2 separate regions of the Mus musculus genome follow, and region 1 is linked to region 2. The links are chromatin contacts, called in public promoter capture Hi-C maps. All regions are on one chromosome and are shown on one strand. Each heading gives the region's core, a stretch centred on a gene start, on an enhancer-like site or on the middle of the called end of the contact. The rest is flanking DNA. Distances are from core to core; before and after follow the strand shown.

Evidence for each region. Capture Hi-C pulls out chosen DNA fragments and counts their contacts.
Region 1: a contact with region 2 is called in a promoter capture Hi-C map of pancreatic islet. The contact joins the promoter of Il17rd here to the promoter of Hesx1 in region 2. A contact is called at or near these places in 19 of 39 promoter capture datasets (the 3T3-L1 cell line, 3T3-L1-derived adipocytes, the HPC-7 cell line and 11 more), 9 of 15 datasets of contacts at CTCF or cohesin (CD8 T cells, embryonic stem cells, large pre-B cells and 3 more), 135 of 484 Hi-C or Micro-C datasets (the AML12 cell line, B cells, the Ba/F3 cell line and 68 more), 21 of 115 datasets of contacts at active chromatin or transcription factors (CD8 T cells, the SCID.adh cell line, bone marrow-derived dendritic cells and 10 more) and 4 of 9 other capture datasets (adipose tissue, embryonic stem cells, liver and 1 more).

What each region holds. Positions count from the first base shown.
Region 1 is chr14:27,037,189-27,040,781 of GRCm38.p6, reverse strand. It overlaps Il17rd (interleukin 17 receptor D), which reads right to left and starts at 1,781. Exons shown (of 13, transcript NM_134437.3): 1 at 1,553-1,781. The coding sequence starts at 1,678.
Region 2 is chr14:26,998,428-27,002,030 of GRCm38.p6, reverse strand. Hesx1 (homeobox gene expressed in ES cells) reads right to left here and starts at 1,669. Exons shown (of 4, transcript NM_010420.2): 1 at 1,155-1,669; 2 at 460-659; 3 at 111-212; 4 at 1-25. The coding sequence starts at 1,311.

The sequences.
Region 1 (3,593 bases), core at 532-3,031, 39 kb before region 2:
AAAGGGGACGAGGACTCAAGGAAAGGGCTGTAGACAGTCCCAAGAGGACAAGAATGTCAATAACCCTGATGAACCACATCAAGGGGGGGGGGGGATGTCACATCGAGCGATACATTCCTAACGAACACAAACACCGCTGCGGCTCCTTCAGAGACCACTTAGACCCAGTGTTATAACTTTACAAGTGGCATGTACTCTAGGCTATTACAGGAAGGCAGCAACAGCCGATACCAGTCCAGATCTGAACTCTTCTAAAAACTGATAGGTCAACGTTGAGATTACCGTAAAAGAAATCTGGAATGTGTTAAAACTAACAGTGATGTTTTACTGCAATGGAACACAGTAAGAAATGGTGAGGTTTTACTTAAACGGGAAGAAGTAACGGCGTTCACGAAACGTGAAAGAACCATAGCTGCCTGGCTCATACCTGGTTTTCTGAACCGGGATTCCCTCTAAGAGAGAAGCAAGTGAGCCAAGTATCCCTAAGAGGTGTCGCGTCCTGGGTCTTGTCTGTACTGAGACTGAACAGACTTTTCCATCGAAAAACGTAAGTCACCGTCGGTCTAAGTAAACTGCCCCAGTGTATCCCCTGCGCCCTGGGGAAATCAGTAACAACACGCCCACCCCCACCCCCTCTTCCTTCTTTCTAGGTGAGGAAAACAAGCTCCTGGTTGCTGGAGTGCAAAGCCTGTGTTCTCACAATAGGGTTCAAGGTGTGTGTGGACTGACTCGCAGCACCCTTGTCTCTGTGGGAGGTTCAAAGTCCGCAAACCAGAGGACCGCACTATCTAGACAGCATCAAAAGAACACTCAGCTCTGGGAAGAAGGCTTTCAAGTTCCCAAAGAAAGTCTGGAAGCCACCATGGTCTCAGGTCTGGGACACCTGGCGGAGCAAACTTTCGCTGCCCTTTGACCACAAAAACATCCTCAACTCAAGCTGGGTCGTGGGGGTAGGGAGTAGGGTAGGGGACCATTAGCTAGACGAAAGGCTGTTTCTCAAAAAGTTCGGAATCGGCGATTGGGTAAAAGTTAGGTGACGGCGATGCCTAAAAGAAACAAAGCAACTGCGAGAAAGGGGGGGCATCCTTCCCTAGCACTCCAGACACCCTTCCCTGGCTGCCCTGGGCCCTCGCAGAGCTGTGGACTGGAGGTCCAGGGCACGAACCCCACACCGGCTCCGAAGTGCACCGGTCCTGCGCACTGCCCGGAAGATCCCAATCCCCCGGGCAGAGGGCCGGGAACAAAGGGTGGGGCGCACGGCCCCCGCCTCTCCGCCCAGCCACCCGCCCTCAGGAGTCGGACCCCAGCCAGCGGCCGCGCCTCATTAACAACACAAAGCCAGGGGTCGGCGGCCCCTTTCATCCTGTCCGGGACCTGCAGACGCGCGCCCGGGGATCCAGACGCAGGATGAGCGGCTAGAAAAGCTGAGAACCCCGTTGCTCGCGGATCCGGCGTCCAGCGATCCCCGCGGTCCCCGCTCGCCTGCGCGCGAACACCTGTGCGCGCGGCGCGCCCCCAGGTAACCTGGAACCCGGAGAAGCCTTCGCCTTACCCTCCAGCCACAGGTGTCCGCGCCCCTCGCGCGGCCGGAGCCGCCCGCGGCCACTGCCAGCTGCGAGCCGTTGAGACAGGCGTTGACAGTGAAGAAGAAGGAGCAGAGCTGCAGCCACGGGGCCATGGCCGTACGCTCGCCCAGTTGGGCCGGTCTCCGCTAGGTTGCTGCCTGTAGCTCGCTCTCTAGTCCCGAGTGGGCGGCGGCGGTAGCGGCGGCGGCCGAGGCTGGCAGCCCTCACCGGGCATGCGCTGCCGGGCTTCGCCCCTCCTCTTTCCTCCAGGTTCCGCCCTCAATCTCAGCTTTCCGTCCTGGTTCTGATCCTGTAGCCCGGCCCTTCGGTCTTGGCCCCGCCCCAATGCACAGGAGACTCTGGCTTCCACCGGAGATTGACACAGCAGGAGGTTCAGCACTAAGGGATTTTTTTTTTTTTTTTAATCCAAAGGATTTGTCCAAATGACTTCTCCATGCAAAAACTTGGGGCGAATCAAAGAATATAATAATAGTAATTTTAAAATTAATGATTTAATAAGTACTTGCTTTTCAAATGTCAAGTTCCTTCTTGCACCCTACCAATGAAATGACAAGGAAATGTCATAATAAAGCCTCTAGGGAAATCCTGTCTCTACATTTACTCCTGGGACCCAGGACAAATTATTTGCTTCCTCCAAAGTGCTGTTCCCAGTAAGACGAAATGAAGAACAAGACTCTTCATCCAGGGAGAGTTCTGTTAACATGTAGGAAGCAATCAATAAAGGCTACAACCACGAACTGACTTTCATAAGGTCACATAGCCTTGCTGGATGGACAAATCGACAGTTATGAAAAAAAAGATAAAGATTGAGTCAAGACGGGCGGTGGTGGTGCGCACCTTTAATCCCAGCACTCGGAAGGCAGAGGCAGGTGGATTTCTGAGTTAGAGGCCAGCCTGGTCTACAGAGTGAGTTCCAGGACAGCCAGGGCTACACAGAGAAACCCTGTCTCAAAAAAAAAAAAAAAAAAAAAGAGTTGCCTTGGCCATGGTGTCTCTTCACAGCAATGGAAAACCCTAAGACAGCCACAGTGGGTAGGCACCTGTCCTCATCGTGGGGTCACGAGGTCCACAGAAGACTGCCCTTCCAGATGAGCTTTCTCTGAGTAGATGCAAGAAGCACACTGCTCCTTGCAAGAATCTGCAAGTCAGAGCTTTTCTCCCACGCTCCTTTAAACTCTAGGCATTCAAAGTCCCCTTAGCAAAGGCTGTCCAGGCTCAGAGCTGCCACAGACTGAGATATTGTCAGGATGGATGACCTAGCTTTTGGTGAAAAACTAAGACAACCATGAGGTTATTGGCTCCTTAATCTACATGCACTCCTGCCTTGATGTGTTCCATAACTTACTAATCAATCCAGGCCCAGTGTTTTTGTTATAATCAGTGATTTTAAAATACCCCCACACGTTTATCTCCCTCTCTCTCTAAATTTTATTTTATTGTTTTATGTTTTATGTGAGCATTCTATCTGCATGAACACCTGCAGGCCAGAAGAGGGCATCTGATTCCCATTATAGATGGTTGTGAGCCATAATGTGGTTGTTATGAATTGAACACAGGTTTTAATGACTAGAATCCAAGAATCATTTTTTAAAAAAAGGAAAAACCTCAAACCCTACTAAAGTTCTAAATAAAACTAAACTTAGTAATAGATGTGTGTGTGTGTGATTTTTTTTTTTTTTCAGTACTGGGGATCAAACTAAGGCCCCTCTGTGTGCAGGGCAACCAAACCCCTCTACCCCTGAGCCAAACTCTCGGGCCTCTCTCTCTACCCTTTAAGGTCATATTTATTGCAAGGCTTTTGTTGTTGTTAGTAGACTAGTTTTCTTTGTGGTGGTGGTAAGGACTCAGGACGCTAGGCAAGCTTTCTACCCTGGCCTAAGACTCTTCCCCACCCCAGGCTCTTGGGATGTAGCCCAAGGCCAGCCTGAGCTGTCTTGCCTTCTGCCTCTGCCTCCTGAAAGTGGGGATCACAGGCTTAAGTTTGCGCCAGCAGTCTGTTTTAGGCTT
Region 2 (3,603 bases), core at 420-2,919:
TTGCTCGGCGATTTTGGAACCAAATCTAGAATCAAGGGAAAATAAAACAGTTCTCAGACATATTACCACATTATTTATCATCACGGGTAACAACTGTGTTTGCACCCTACCTGGATTCTGTCTTCCTCTAAGTTCAGCTTTTGAGCTAGGTCCTCTCTGATGTCAATGCCAGGGTAGCAGTTCACTCTAAAGACATTTTCCAATACTTCGACCTAGAATAATGAAGGAATTCTTTAAAGTGGCAGTATTTTATATGTCACCAAAATTGGGCTTTCAAATGAAAAATGCACTTAAATTTGGGCCTTTAATCCAAAAGCATTTTAAAACAATTGGTTGCCCAGAGACTGTTAAACTATGAGTCCACCCTTTCACTAATGCCACTTCTACACTGGGACCCCAGAGTGTCTGGCTTCTGTCACAACCTTTGTGTTGTCACTATTGGCTGAAAAATCTTCTCACCTGGTTCTGGGTGAAAGCGGTTCTTGGCCTTCGTCCTCGGTACCAACTCAATTCTCTTTTCAAAGAGCGTGTTTCGGAGGCTGAAAAATAATTTTCATATTTCGGAGCCCTTTCTTCTGGCCTTGGATGATCCACTGGACAAGGAAATGAAGTCTCACTGGGAAGATCTGGGGCATGTAGGGGTGGGTTGCCACCTTTCTCTAAAATCAGAAGAAGAAGGTCCATCTTATATTGCCTATGTTCCACAAAGTTCTGGAAAAAAGTCATTTCAGTAACTTGCTTTGAATTTTCCTAGGGAATTCTTCAAGGTTTCACAAAAGAATTGTCTCCCCCATTCCCCCCCCCCCAAAAAAAAAGAGGATGGGGGAAGGGAGAGAGAGGGAGAGAGAGAGAGAGAGAGAGAGAGAAGCCTTGGTGATAGAGAACATACATTTTGAACTCTACCATTCATTTTTCAGTGAGGAGAGATTTAGAATGCCTGACGTGACACATGTACACAGAGGGTCTTCTGAAACAAATACTATTTCTCACTGGGAGTGAACCACCTAGGGCAGGCACTCTATTCCCTTCCGACCCTGTTGGAGACCTTTTATAGATACAGAACAGAATGAGAACGTGGTTTCTAATCCTATACTGCATGAAATAAAGGACAAACTAAAAACGCAGATGAATTTAGAAGTTGAGTTGCAGCATACCTGAGTCACCGCAGGTGTCTGTCCAGGGTCTGTGGGGTCTTACTGACGTTGTACAATCTTTTTTCTGGTCCAGTCCTAAAATGCTCTCAATTGAGAAGGAGCAGGGCGCGGGCTTGCTTTCCCGGAGCTGAGCACCTTCCCGAAGGCTGGGAGACATTCTCTTCTGGGTCGTACAGCGCCGGAGGGCTCCTGCCCCACGTGTGCAGAGCTGGGATCTTCCAGCAGTTCACCTTGTAGCTTTGCTGACTAGGGGGCTGGGTTTCCAAAGTCACTAATTAAAATCCTGTTTTAGAAAGTTTTAGCAAGTCAATGAACACTTGCCCAGCCAGCGGCTTAAGGAGTTAATTGTTTATTTGTTTGCAAGTAATTAGCAACTAATGGCTACACCAGGGGGCCACCTACAGGGACAAAAAGTGTTATCTCTCCTAAGCAGAACGCAGACTTAACTTTCTCAGAAGAAGTGGTGCACGAACATAGCACTCCTCTTTTATTTGAGATCATTAATGTATAAAATCGTGGTTTTCTTCTGAAGTTTGTATTTTTAAGGATTCTAGATACCTAAATGTACAGGGTGGATAGAAGAGCAGTCAAGTAATAAATAATCAGATTTAGTGAATGTTCTTCCAAGGAAACTGGGAAAAATAATAATCTCTTAATGCTATTACAGTAATTCTGATGAAAATACCTGTTTTCCATATGCATATGTAATGGTGAACGTTGTCAATGAAAACGCAGTACTCTTTGGAGTGCAGCACACTGGAAAAGCCTGCCAGTGTTATTAACACAGAGTGCAATCGCCTTCCAAGTGCCTTGGCTTAATTCATAGGAACAGTTGCACCACGTATTTGAAGTAATTAATGGGCTAATTCCTTTCTTTCATTCTTTCTTTTAAATGAGAGAGATACACGTTTACATGAGGTTCAAATGCTACAAAGAATAATTTATTTCTATAACAGTTATTTCAAAGAGCGTAGTTTGAGACAAAGTCTCATTATGCAGTTATGGAACTAACTCTATAGACCAGGCTGGCCTTGAACTGACAGATCTGTCTCTCTCTGCTTGCTGAATTAGGGCTTGTCTGTGTGACTTGCTTTGGTCAGAGGAAAGAATGTGAGCAAAAGCTCAAAATGCACTAGTATGATTGGTTTGCATTGCTTTCTTTTTTTGTTTTGTCTTGTTTTTCGAGACAGGGTTTCTCTGTGTAGCCCTGGCTATCCTGGAACTCACTCTGTAGACCAGGCTGGCCTCGAACTCAGAAATCCACCTGTCTCTGCCTCCCATTGCTTTCTGATAACGCCGTGACATCACCCCTGTGGTAGCTCCTACCCTTCAGCCTTCAGCCTTCAGCCTTCAGCCTTCAGCCTAAGCCCTAGAATGGACATGTCAATCAGACTCTAACCATTTTACAGATAGTTAAGTAGTTAAGTCAGCTGAATCCAGCAAAGCTTTGTCAAATGCCAACTGGTCTGAACTCTCTCTCTCTCTCTCTCTCTCTCTCTCTCTCTCTCTCTTCCCCCGCCCACCCCCCCACTTGCACTCTCATATTCTTGTTTTTGCTTGTTTGCATGTTTTTGTTTGTTTGTTTGTTTGTTTGTTTGTTTTTGAGACAAGGTTTCTCTGTTTAACAGCCCTGGCTGTCCAGGAACTCCCTTTGTAGACCAGGCTGACCTGACATGCCTCTGCCTCCCTAGTACTGAGATTAAAGGTGTGACCCACCATGCCCACCATGCCCAGCCTTGGCCTGATATTTTCTAAGCAGGAAAAACAACCAACCAGTTAAAACCACTGACATTTGTGGGAATTTTTACACGTACAATCTTTTTACCTTTTTGTTAAACAATTTAAGAAATAGATTTATTTATTCATATGTATGTGTGTGTGCCTGAATGTATGTATGTGCATTATGTGTGTGTGTGATGCCCATGGAGGTCATAAGAGGGCATTGGATCCCCTAGAATTGGGTTTAGAGGTAGTTGTAGGCTGCCATGTAGGAAGCTAACCCTGATCCTCTGCAAACCAGTAAGTGTTTTTCTATGCTGAGTCATCTCTCTAGTGAGACCCACAACTCCTTTATAGATAGGGTCCTGCTATGTAGCCGAGGCCGATCTTGAACTTAGTATGAAACCCAGGATGTCTACAAACTCAAGGCCTCACTAGTGCACTAGCCACCACAAGTGAGAACAGCCGTCTAAACAGCATTTAGGAAAAAATGGCTCATTGGCCGGATGTGAAAGTGAGGGGACACGGGGCATTAAGAGTGCTTCTGGCGTTCCTGCCTGGCTACAGGAGGTGGCCTCTTCAGGTTCCATGTCCCCAATGCTGTGAGCCACAGCTAAGGTCACCTCCATTGATTCTTGGGAGCCTCTCTTATCCCAGGTCTCTGGTTCATCCTGGAGATGCCCCCCCCCCCGCCTCCCTACCCCCATCAGTTGCAGATTTCTATTCATTC